4 separate regions of the Sus scrofa genome follow, and all the other regions are linked to region 1. The links are chromatin contacts, called in public Hi-C, HiChIP or PLAC-seq and promoter capture Hi-C maps. All regions are on one chromosome and are shown on one strand. The core of a region is the stretch at or near the end of the contact, and the rest is flanking DNA. Distances in the headings are between cores, read along the strand shown. Region 1 holds the start of OVCA2 (esterase OVCA2). Region 2 overlaps SMG6 (telomerase-binding protein EST1A). Region 3 holds the start of SMYD4 (SET and MYND domain-containing protein 4). Region 4 overlaps SMG6 (telomerase-binding protein EST1A).

Evidence for each region. Promoter capture Hi-C pulls out the DNA fragments that hold promoters and counts their contacts. Hi-C and Micro-C count contacts between places; a contact is called where the count stands out from the background. HiChIP or PLAC-seq counts read pairs in DNA pulled down with a chosen protein or histone mark.
Region 2: a Hi-C map of mesenteric adipose tissue shows a contact between it and region 1, with 2.0 times the contacts expected there. The contact joins the enhancer-like site here to the promoter of OVCA2 in region 1. A contact is called at or near these places in 2 of 5 promoter capture datasets (fetal skeletal muscle and liver), 33 of 47 Hi-C or Micro-C datasets (adipose tissue, alveolar macrophages, blood and 16 more) and 2 of 2 datasets of contacts at active chromatin or transcription factors (alveolar macrophages and skeletal muscle).
Region 3: a promoter capture Hi-C map of fetal skeletal muscle shows a contact between it and region 1, with 4 times the contacts expected there. The contact joins the promoter of SMYD4 here to the promoter of OVCA2 in region 1. A contact is called at or near these places in 3 of 5 promoter capture datasets (fetal liver, fetal skeletal muscle and liver) and 1 of 2 datasets of contacts at active chromatin or transcription factors (alveolar macrophages).
Region 4: an H3K27ac HiChIP or PLAC-seq map of alveolar macrophages shows a contact between it and region 1. The contact joins the enhancer-like site here to the promoter of OVCA2 in region 1. A contact is called at or near these places in 6 of 47 Hi-C or Micro-C datasets (blood, embryonic fibroblasts, heart right ventricle and 2 more) and 2 of 2 datasets of contacts at active chromatin or transcription factors (alveolar macrophages and skeletal muscle).

The regions. Positions count from the first base shown.
Region 1 is chr12:48,154,904-48,157,898 of Sscrofa11.1, reverse strand. It overlaps OVCA2 (esterase OVCA2), which reads right to left and starts at 1,300. Exons shown (of 3, transcript XR_002337309.1): 1 at 953-1,300; 2 at 1-597. It overlaps DPH1 (2-(3-amino-3-carboxypropyl)histidine synthase subunit 1), which reads right to left. Exons shown (of 13, transcript XM_021067606.1): 9 at 2,863-2,963; 10 at 2,008-2,086; 11 at 1,586-1,726; 12 at 1,308-1,415; 13 at 463-597. The coding sequence ends at 1,326.
Region 2 is chr12:48,334,215-48,337,213 of Sscrofa11.1, reverse strand. It overlaps SMG6 (telomerase-binding protein EST1A), which reads left to right. Exons shown (of 19, transcript XM_021067586.1): 9 at 1,571-1,632. Among named protein-coding and RNA genes, the nearest start is that of SRR, 51 kb to the left of the region's middle. Within about 2 kb of position 1,358, at least 24 of the 83 cell types and tissues checked have an H3K27ac peak or open chromatin away from gene starts, as enhancers often do. A contact at or near this core is called in adipose tissue, fetal skeletal muscle, mesenteric adipose tissue and 2 more, where this site is marked.
Region 3 is chr12:48,008,248-48,011,128 of Sscrofa11.1, reverse strand. SMYD4 (SET and MYND domain-containing protein 4) reads left to right here and starts at 1,523. Exons shown (of 11, transcript XM_021067577.1): 1 at 1,523-1,935. RPA1 (replication protein A 70 kDa DNA-binding subunit) reads right to left here and starts at 1,477. Exons shown (of 17, transcript XM_003131822.4): 1 at 1,301-1,477. The coding sequence starts at 1,333.
Region 4 is chr12:48,353,757-48,356,456 of Sscrofa11.1, reverse strand. The region is part of intron 8 of SMG6 (telomerase-binding protein EST1A); the gene reads left to right. Among named protein-coding and RNA genes, the nearest start is that of SRR, 32 kb to the left of the region's middle. Within about 2 kb of position 1,291, at least 13 of the 83 cell types and tissues checked have an H3K27ac peak or open chromatin away from gene starts, as enhancers often do. A contact at or near this core is called in liver, where this site is marked.

The DNA.
Region 1 (2,995 bases), core at 51-2,550:
GGGGAGGGCAGAGATGATAAAGGCTGCACCAAGGTCATGTGTCCCCACTGGGGGTGGGGGTGGAGAGGGTATGCAGAGCCAAAGGTTTTGTTGATCTTTACTCTGAGAACTGGTCCAAGAACTTGAGGTAGGCCTGGCGCTGAGGTGCTGCGGCTGGAATGAAGTGGCCCCCCGAGTGGGTGAGGGTGATAGCTCCAGCGAACCGGCTACACAGCTGCATGCTCTCCTGAGAGGGGATGACGCGGTCGGTGTCCCCAAAAACATGGAGCGAAGGCAATGACAAGGGGCCCTGCAGGATGGGTTCCTTGAGGCCAAGACCCCGGGGACAGAAGCCAGACACCAGGATGATAAACCGGGGCAAAGGGAAGCGGGGATCTCCAGCTTGTCCAAGAGCACACACAAGGGCTGCTAGCGCGGCCCCCTGGCTGAAACCAAGGATCCCATCAAAAGGCCCCAGTTTCTTCAGTGCCTGTGCCACCGTTCCCAGGGCTTCCTCCAGACCTCGGCACACGGTGGGCTCTTCCAGAGCTGAGAAAACGTCAGCCTCCTGTTCTGAAAACCACCAACCTCGAGGCTGCTCCTCCGCAGGGCAGGGCCCTAAAGGGGAGAGAACAGAGTTAGGGCAGGGGGGGAATCCTGGGGAAAGATATGAGGAAGGGAGTGAGGGAGGGTTTGGGAATGAGAGGGAAAGAGAGGCGGCTCAGGTAGAGAAAAAAGTCTGGAGATAATGAGGCGGGGAGCTGACTGAGCCGGAGGGGAGACAGAGGTCACACTGGGAGGGCCAGGCTGGAGTGTGAGGAGGCGCTGGAATGCGAGAGGTGGGCAAAGAGAAGTGGGAATGGGGCAGGACTGAGGAGGGGAGGGACAGGGTGGCGGTATGCGGACAGGTTTTACAGGGACAAGGCAAGACAGAGATGACTCGGGACGCATTTCCGGGCGGGGACCTGCTCACCGGCGTCTAGCCCGGCGCCCTCGGAGCTCGCTGTGTCCAAGACCGGGTGCGGGCCGCTGAGGCACACGAGCTCGGCGCGGCCCCGCAGCGCTTTCCGCAACGCTCCGGTCTTCTCGCGGAAGCCCCGCTCGCTCTGCCGGAAGCCCGCCAAGCACAGGACCCGCAAAGGCGACCGCGCGGCCATAATGCGCGGCAGGCGCCAGAGGGGCCGGAAACGGCCTTTCCCCGAGCGGAAGTCGAACACGAAGGGCGGGACCCAACGCCTGCACCACCCAGGAGGTGGGCCTCAGAGGGAGAGGTTGTTGGCATGGCAACCGGGAAGAGGGTGTGGCGCGGCCAGAGCTGGGGTGGGTACCTGGGGCCAAGGAGCGTCTCAGGGAGCGAGCGGCGCCACCTTCTCGTCCCTGCAGCTGCAAGCATCGCAAGCCCCGGCTGGAGAGGGGCGCGCGGACCCCTCCTGCACCTGAGGTCGTAGACTTTGGTCAGGGTCCCGCTGGTGAGCCGTCCCCCAGCCCGCTGCGGTGCATTTTCCGTAGCGGCCGCAGGGTGGCGGCTTCGCCTCACGTCTCCAGGGAGGCGGTCAATGCCTGGCCACGCCCAGGCCTCTCCGCCCTGCGTGGGATCCCTTCCTACCTCTTCCAGCGCCAGCCGGCCCGCGGCTTGGAGTGGCCGCTCCCGCCCGTGGTTCACCGTCCATGGCCCCAAGGAGCTGCCAGCGTAGAAGTCCATGGGGTAGGGTTGCTGCCAGGAAATGTCCCTCAGGGCCACTGCCGCCTTGGAGAGGAAAACGGGACAGTAACATTTGCCAACATCTTTCTATGCAGGATTATTTAATTCAATCTTTAGGGTGGACTTGCAAGGCCGTATTATCCCCATAGCACAGAAAGGAAACGTAAGGTTCAGAGAGGGGAAGGGCCTTACCATACAGCTAGGAAGTGGCTCAGCTGTAACCAAGTGCTGCCCACCCACCCCACCCCACTGGGATCCCTCCCTCCCTCGACAGAACCAAGTACAAAGTCCACCCTCTCCCAGGGATTTTCAAAACTTAAAGTTACCTCATAGGGTGTGAGCAGCGGCTTGGGGAAAGCTGTGCCCCAGTCAATGGAGAGGCGTGGACATGCCACCTGCACCCACCTGGGAAGGGAAATCAGGTCAGATCCACAGAGGGGGGACACCCCTTTCCCGGGCAGCATGCTCAAGAACATGACTGTATCCCCAAAACATCCAGTGAATGCTTAACATTAATTCTAAAGAAAAGACTGTCCCTGCTGTTTAGAGTTCCTTTCATGGCTCAGTGGTTAACGAACCCAACTGCATGAGGACTCAGGTTCGATTCCTGGTCTGGCCTCAGTAGATTAACGATCTGGCATCGCCCTGAGCTGCAGATGCTGCGTGGATCCCATGCTGCTGTGGCTGTGATTAGGCCAGCAGCTACAGCTCCAATTCCATCCCTAGCCTGGGGACTTCCATATGTCGCAGATACAGCCCTAAAAAGACTTAAAAAAAAAAAAACAAAACAAACAAACAAAAAAAAACCCACACAACAGTGTTGCTTGCTTTCTTCTGCTTCCTCCACTGACCATGAGCTTTCTAAAGGAAGGGCTTGGGCAGTTTATTTGTAATAGTATCCCCAGAATCAAACTCCAGTGATTCCACCTGAAGAGTGCAGGTGCTAACCACCCCTCAGAGACTCATCTTGTGACTGATGCTGCCATTGCCTGTGAGCTCCCAAGCCAGACAAAGTAGGCATGACCCATAGCCAAAGGCAGCCCCTGCTGGACGAGTGCTCTTTCATGACCACGGAAGCAATCCCCCCAACTCCAGCCTTCTGTAGGTGCTGGGCAGGACCCAGATTCTAAGCTTCTTCACCCAGAGTCATACAGCTAGATAGGTAAGGTGGGGAAACGTACACATCCACCTCAGGAAGAAGGCTAAGTTTGCTGGGGAAGATCTCAGAGAGCAGCAGCCTCACGAAGGGAAATCCCAAGGCCCGAAGTCGAGATTCCAGGTGCTGTTGGGAGAGGCAGGAAAGCTGGGGTCCTC
Region 2 (2,999 bases), core at 109-2,608, 180 kb before region 1:
CACTCATTGGGAGAGAATGTTCGGCTGACAGTTGAGTGTTTACAGCATGCCAAGCCTGTGCTTTTACTTGCCTTATCTCATGCACCACTACCTTAACATATAGGTTCTCTTAACTCCATTGGGTGGAAAGAAAAACTTAGGGAGGTTAGATCAGTTGCCTGAGACCCCACGACAGGGACGTGGCAGAAGTTCGAGGGGTAAGTTTTTCAAACCACCTTCCTTTCCCTTCTAGCCCAGGCCTTGCCACTGACGTGGTGGAACCATCAGCCGTTTACTTTGCATCAGTTCCTCACCTTTCCCTTCTGTTCATGGAACCCAGCGTCGTCCACCCCCTTGACTCATCTCACTGTAGAGACAGGTTACCTTCCGTGAAGTATCCTGAGCTTACGAGCCACAGAAACCAATGTTTGATCTAGTATTGCTGATTCAATGTAATTCGTTTAAGCAAAAGTAAAGACTGAAGATTGTATGGTTAGTGGTCCGAGGCATTGGTGAGATGAGATGCCCGCCTTTCTCCACACCCGACTTCATATGAAATTAGTGAAACTGCCACAATTTGGTTGGTGTTCTGTTTTGCAAGAGTATAAGCCGGAAGAGTTTTTTCCTCCTGGGGAAGGCATCCAGGGTGCTGGACTGTTCCTTGCCCTAACCACTCCCTGGAGATCAGGATTCTTGATCCCTCTTCCTGTCTGGCTACAGAGCATATTGCTTCCAGGAGACCAGGGAAGATGACAGGGTTTGGTCTTTAGATTATTTCCACTCTTGGGAGTTGACATTTTTTTCCCCTGCCTTGTTTTGCTCAGAGGAATATCTTCCCTAAGTTGTGATAGAAATAGATTTTCTAGAACCTTGAACTGAGATTGCAAATTTGGTAGCTCATTGATGTGAGCCAGATGTGGCTGGCAAATGTGTGTTTTTGGCTTGCTTAATGTTTAAATTTTTTTCATTAGTAGCCAACATTTAAAACCCAGAGAATTTAACATAAAAACCCAGCGTTCAGCTTTTCTAAAAGGGGGAAAAAAAAAAGAGAGAGAGAAAGATTTGAACTTTAGTTTAAAAGCTGGAGAAGTACAATTTGATGAGCTAGTTAGCGGTGGGTTTCCTCCCCCTTGGTAACCAAAAGGGAGTTTTAGTTTTGGAGAAGGTAGAGAAACAGCTCATAAGTAAGATTAGGGACTTATCCAAGATCATTATCATCTCTGTCCTGTTCTTGTCAGTGTTTTATTTCCATCATTATGGGGCCACCTCCTAGATGGCAGAGAGTGCCTGGCATCTCCCTTTCTACCCAGCCTAGTTGGGTTCATTGCTTCGCTCCCTGCACGCAGTCACCACTGCCAGCAGAGGGTGCTGTTCACTCGCTGAGCCTGCTGTCATTTTGGCTCAGCTGAGCAACAGCTGTTGGGCATGGGCCCTGGGTCTGTGTGAGAGTTTGGGCATGTTCATTTGGTTCCCATCCCCAGTGCCCACCCCTTAGACCCTGGCCAGGTTATTGTGTCACTAGGGACTCTGTTCAGTAACAGGAAACTGGGGAAAGTTTAATTGTTTTCTCCTTTCTCTTTTTCCCATGCAGCTGAACAAAAGGTTCATCCTCAGTTTTCTCCATGCCCATGGGAAGCTGTTTACCCGGATTGGGTAAGTGTGCAGGATGTTTATTTTATTTTCCTACATTACAAGTCATTTTGGAATTTAATATTGTTAGCAACTAGACTGTGTTTGTAACTGAGGGCACAGGGTGTGAATTCTTAGGGGCCTCCACCTTCTCTCCTCTTCCCTTCCCTCACTCTCCTACTGTGCTCGTGACATTTGGGAACGATTACTCTCCAGCCTGCTGGCTCTTCTTTCTCTACCTTCACGAAAAAACCCCCTTTAACCACAGTCTTCCCCCAACCCCCACCCCAATCCCTCAGGGTTTCTCTTTCCTCTGCCTTCCGGCCCAGCCCCTAGTGAGCTCCTCGAGGAAGTCATGCTTAGTCCCTGGGTGCAGCTGCCAGGGGTCCTCCTTGGGGGAAAATTCTGTCCTCTAATTTTCCCTTAAAGAGAAGAGCAACACACTTTCTTCCTCCAGCGTTTTCTCTTCCTTCTGAACCATATACCCTTTCCTCTTAGGCTCTGTTTCCTACACCATGTTGCTGCTCTCAGTAAATGCCAAGACTTTTCTGTGGTCTCACTATCCACCATGGATTTCCATATAAATCTCAGGGAAGGTGGTGTGGGTGTGGGTGTGTGTGTGAGTGTGAGTGTGAGACCTTGTTACTTGAGCTGTCGAGTCCCTGGAAAGAGATCAAGTTTTGAGTATTCCTTTGGTGGATCAGAGTTTGTCCTCACTGCCTAAAGCCAGCGCCCCTGTGCTGGGAGCCTCGTTAGTCCAGGAGAGGAGTGGGTGACGATGCCCTCAGGTCTTCTGTGCATTTTAATATCTTCTGAGTTGGAGCTTTTATTGTGAGGTACCTTTGAGGTGATTTGTTTTGAATTATAGATCCCCCAGTGGTTGGCACTGTTTCAGTTTCTGTCATAACCGTGTAAGTTTATCTGTAATGCGCTAGAAGGTTTCCTCAGTGGGAGAACTGAAAGGCTTTGTCCTGCTTGAAAAAACGCTGTTTGTGGATGGTGAACTAGAAAGTATGCCTGTTACGTAGTCATTTGTCATCAGCCTGGGCAAGAGTGACCGGGATGACCATAGTCTTGATTTTGAAATGACTTGGGAAACTTGGCATAGTGCCAGTAGATGCATCTCTATTAGCAAAAATAAATGTGGAGTAATTTACCCAGGAAAGTAAACTAGGTGCATCAGTAGCAGTAGCACCCCTCTGGCCTCCCCCTACCCCCAAGTTAGCCCTCCTCTGGCGGGCGTTTTTGCTGAACGCTCTTATCTCCCTAGTCCTTGGCGTGTAGTAGGTGCGCAGAGAATGTTTGTTGTAGCAGTGAGTGAATCACTACAAGAGATGAGTTGACTAGGGGAGACTGGAGAGAAGGATCTAATAGCTTTTAGTAGACCCAGG
Region 3 (2,881 bases), core at 274-2,773, 150 kb after region 1:
AAAGAACAGGTAGGAATGGAGAGTTATGCTGGGGAGAAGTGAGCAGGCCAGGCCAGAAACAACGGTTCCAGTGTGGATGGAGAAAAGTAGATGGATTTAAGAGATACACATGGAGCAGAGTTCCCATTGTAGCTCAGTGGTAATGAACCTGACTAGTATCCATAAGGACTCAGGTTCCATCCCCGGCCCCACTCAGTGAGTTAAGGCTCCAATGTTGCTGTTAGCTGTGGTGTAGGTCACAGACGTGGCTCAGATCCTGCACTGCTGTGGCTGTGGTAGGGGCAACCCCTAGCCTGGGAACTTCCATGTGCTGCAGGTGCAGCCCTAAAAAGACAGACAGAAACACACAGACACACACACACACACACACACAGATATATATGGAGGTAAAACACACCAAACTTTGTGTGTGGAGAGAGATGGCACATCCAGGGTGATGGAGTTTGCCAGAAGAATGACTCCACAATTTCTGGCTCAAATAATTTAGTGAATAGTGGTTCCATTCACTCAGACAACAAACAGTAGAGGTCCAAATTTAGAGAGATAATGGATTCGCTTTGGCACAGTAGAATTTAAAATGTTTTTGCGATATTGGGTACAAAGGCAGATTATAGAGGCTTGTCTTTCAGAGTAAAGGGGGCTCCGGACAAAGAAATCTGTGAACAATTGACACACAGAAAGTAATTGGATTGTCTTGGGAGAAGAGGGCCTTGTGCAGAGCCTTAAGTCAACAAAATTTACTGAGACCTAGAAATAAGACAGGGAAAGACCAGCCAAGCTGAACCACAGAAACCAAAAGAAGGTATTACCAGAAGAAAGCAACCCTCAGTGGACAAACGCTGCTGAGAACCCTGAGTAAATTAAAATCTCAAAATTGTCTGTTGCATTTAACGTCCTGGAGGCACTGCTAACTTCAGCCAGGGTTACTTCTATAGTGATCAAAGGAGAGACAGGCGTCCGTTAAAGAGTTAATGGAAGGCAAGGAAATGAAATAACTGAAAACAGACAACTCTGGAAAAGTTTGGCTGCGGATAGGGGGAGGGGAGGAGACAGAGTGGCCAGGGAGGAGATGGGTGAAAATCAAGAGTTTATTTTGTTTTGCTTCCTTAAGCAGGAAACATATGAGCGTGTTTAAAAGACGACGATGGAGAAAATCCTTTGCAGCGTGATGATTACTGGGGGTCCCCCGGCGGTTCCTCCCCGGCCCCCCGCTACCTCCTCCTCCCGGGTTCTCTCCCGCTTCTCTACCCCGCACAGCCCCAGGGCCCACAGCCACCCCGGCCCGCCAGCATCTTCTCACCGCAATGGCCCCCTCGCTCAGGTGGCCCACCATGGTTCCGCCACGCCAACTCCCGCGCTCCGGTTCTCCCGCAGCCCTGGCTTCACTCCCGGCCCCGCGCGCTCCAAAGCGATTGGCCTGAGTTGCTGCTAGCACTGCTTCCGCCTCCTAACATGCGCACGGCACGGGGGCGGGTCTAAGGGCCGAGCAGCCACCGCATTGGCTGAGGCGCGGCGGGCAGCCCACGTGACCCACCAGAGCCCGGGTCCCGGGCCTAGTCGCTGGATGGTGGGGCCTTGGCGCGGGCCGCGGAGCCTCCGGGCGCGCGAAGCGTGACGCAGGAGTAGCGAGCGAAAGGCGCGAGAGAGACGCGTTTCAGGAGCTTTCCCAGTGGGCTCTCGGAAGCGTACCCCACACGGCCCTTACCCGGCGGACAAAGACTGGTAGCCCAGGGCAGTGGTAGCGCTCTTCCCAAATACCTCTGCTGTTAGTAGTTAAAGCAATGACCTGACTCCTTCAGCAACCCAGCGCTCAGCTCCCGCTCAGCTCCCGCAGGCGCCAGACCCTGGGCTTGGCACAGTGGAGGTTTCTCCGGGTAAATAAGACCTGGTCCCTATCCTCAGAGGAGAGCGCAGTCTTTCGAGGAACTTTCTGCTGTGAGTAGCCCTACCTCAAGGTAGAGTGGTTTGAGCCCCAGGAGAGACAGAGTAGGCTGCTAGCACAGGTGGGAAAATCAGGGAGAGCTTCCCAAAGGAGGCACCATTTGAACTGGGTTTTGAAGGGTGTGTGGAAACTTGCCAGGTGGACTTCAAGTGTGGTTAGGGATGCTCCTGGAAGAATAAATATAGCCTTGGCAAAAATTAGCGAGATGAACAGCGTGATAAGCTGGGGGCAGCTTTGAGTAGCTAGGACAGTAGGGTACAGAGGAAGTGAGACTTGAGCATTATGAAGGAAGCCTAGCGTCAGGTAATGAAGGGTTTATACTGGGGTCTCCTAAGAAAGTTTTGATGCATTTAAGGTGGAGGACTGTTATCTGTCTCATTGTGGACGATGGGTTGAATTTGGAATGGGGAATGGGCGTTCTAAGGGCATGGAGATTGGTTATGACACTCTGGAAAGAATGCCAGGCAGGAAATGGTGAGGGCTTGAACTAAATGAGTGACCTGGAGACTGAAAAGGAAAAACCGAACTGTGTAAAAGATAAGTTATTTGCTAACTTAATAGCTGCTGGGGAGGAGTTCCCGTGATGGCTCAGTGGTAACGACCCAACTAGTATCCATGAGGAAAGGGGTTTGATCCCTGGCCCACTCAGCTGCAGTGTAGGTTGCAGACTCCGTTGCTGTGGCTGTGGTGTAGGCCAGCAGTTACAGCTCCAGTTGGAGCCTTAACCTGGAAACTTCCATGTGCCTCAGGCGCAGCCCTACAAAACAAAAAGAAAAGAAAAAGAAAGCTGACTTTGTTCCAGGCATCAGGCTAGGCGATGGTTATACAATGATTAATCGTAGTAGTCACCATCCCTGACCTCTTAGACCTCCATCTACCCTTGATGGTCAAGTCAGAAAACTGAGACATGGCAGATTTTTTTTCTCACTTTACCCAGGA
Region 4 (2,700 bases), core at 42-2,541, 200 kb before region 1:
TTAAGGATCCAGCAAAGCAAGCATTGGCCAGCAAAGGAGCTCAGCTTCACTGTGGAAAACCCAGGTCAGGTGGCCTGTAGCACAGAGCTTTCACATGCTCAACTTGTTACATTTGCTTAAAGACTTTTTTAAAGTGTGGTATGCAGGTGGCATTTTCTTCAGACCCATCCTTTGTTTTGCTTTTCAATGCCCCTTGCATAGTTTATGCACCGGAGCTACTGTTGCTGCTGCTGCCACCACCACCTTGCTGAGGAACGTTGCGATGTGTAGGTGGTACATGTCTAATGCCTCCACCTTCCCCTCACTCCCCCCCACCCCCTGCCCATGAACACAACTATAAATGAGAGCATGGCTTTAGAAAGCCTGCTTGCTTAGGCAAGACGCCTTGCCTTGTATTAGAGTGAGTTCCAATTCTTAGACTTATGTCATGATCCTTCAAGTTGGCAATTCCAGCTAGTGCCCCTTAGAAGCTCAAAATAGCTCTCAGCCTGATTTCCTCTGGGTAGTGTAAGCAGCGAGTTAATTTACAATGATAGAGTAGAATTGAGTCCTTGTGCCAGTAGGTAAATGTTTTGTGCATGGTAACTCAGTTATTTTATTGCCCCCATAATTATATCATCATAACAGAGAAAGTTAGCTTAATATTTTGGCCTCATGAATACAAAGATTTCATATCCGTACAGTGGGTATCATGTAGTTTTTCAGGGTTGCTATGGGCATTATATTAACTTCATGTCATTGATATATATAGCCTTTTACTTTTGTACCTCATGTCATGCTCTTCCACCCTGGCAGCTATTTGAAAATTCCTCTATGAACTAAGAAGTGGCAACATGTGGTGACCGGAGTTCTTACAAGCCTCTTTTTACAGGAAGAGGCTACACATTGGTTCTCTTTTTCTAGGCCATAAGAAACAGCTTGGTGAGATTACTCTCAGAGTCAGATCCAGGACTGGATCTTTGAGCTATTGATACTGTGAGCTTGCTGTGAGGAACAGCCCCTAACAGGCGAGGACTGGGCCACCTGCCTGGATCACTGCTGGACTCTTGGGCTGATGTCTGACTTTGTCTCTTTGTGGTTGGCAGCGAGTGGAAGTTTCTCAAAGTACATTGGCCCTACCTGCAAACCCTTAACGCCCCGTATGACCTCGGTCACCAAACCACTTCAGGGCTTTATTTTTATCCTAGCCGTTTCGTTTCAAGATGTGAGGTTGGTTTCTTTCCTCTAGCAGAGCAAAGTTCTCTTGTGGGGGGTGGTGGAGGGGAGAGAAACAGAGTGCCAGGGTGCAGTTGAGGCTGGTTAGACACCAAAACCACACTCTTCGTCTTTCTGGGCTTGAGACGTGACATAAGCCATGCTGCAAACACCGGCTTCCACATGGTGAAGAAACTCCGTCAGATAGATCCTCGCTTCATTATCTTGTGTGTTTGTTTTGTTTATGTTTTTAGACAAGGAGGAAGAGGAGGGATACCTGCCCTTCTGCTTCAGGCAGAAATCTTATTGTAAGGCTGGACACTTTCTTAGAATCCAGTGTTTCCCAGCTTCAGGTTTTTCATCTTCCCCAAGGGTGTTGATGAGAACTCTCACAACTCACCAGGTCTCAGGAAACCGGATTACCAACATATCCTGTTCGCGTGCATGTGTATATTCTGTGTTACCCACAGGCCACTTTCCACCCCACGTGACCTTTAGTTACCATCCGGAAAGTCAGGACCCAGATACCAGTCAGATTTTCCAGGCCTTGGTTTGGTTTAGACATTTCAAAAAATGTTAACAGTAGTAATTTTAAAGAGACTTTCTGAGTGGCACGCATAGTGAATAGGAAGTTATATATCCTGAAGAGAAGGGGGAAGGCAGTGCCTGTGCTCTTTTCAATAACATGTTTGAACATGAACATTCAGAAGAAAACTTACTCCTGAAATGCACAGGGAAGAAGAGGAGATGTGAGAGCTGTTTAATTGATTTGAAATCATGTAAATACATGCCCCAGTTCTTGGGTTTCAAGACCAAATTCTGAAGCTCTTGTTGCATTCTTTAAAATTGTAATATTCAGGAGTTCCTATCTTGGCTCAGAGGTGATGAACCCGACTAGTATCTATGAGGACTTGGGTTTGATCCCTGGCCTTGCTTAGTGGGTCGGGGATCTGGCGTTGCTGTGGCTGTGGTGTAGGCCGGCAGCTGTAGCTTCGATTTGACCCCTAGCCTGGGAACTTCCATATGCTGTGGGTGTGGGCCCCCACCCCCAAAAAAAGACATAAAATTGTAATGTTCATTATTGGAATGGTTTATAACACTGCATTGCATTTTATTTTAATCAGCATCTCTCAATATAAACAGACTGTTATAAGTCAGATTATGCTGTAGAACAGGGTGGATATGAGACTGCCAGTGGCCTGTGAGCTAAGAACTGTTTATTACATTCTTATGTAAGGAGTTGCTTCAAAAGAACAGTATGTGACAGAGAGATGTATGTGGTCCACAAGGCCTAAACTGTTTACTGCCTGACCCTTTACAGAAGAAGTTGACCCACCACTGCTCTTGAAGCTGGGAGAGTGAAGGCAGTTAATCCAAAGGTTCTTCCTTTAGGATATTGATTGTTAATGAAGGTGTTACTGCCTTTTTGGGGGCTCACTTCATCCACTAGATACCAATAGTTGGCCCCCACACATACATGCCCAAGTACTTCCTAGGAGGGGAGGA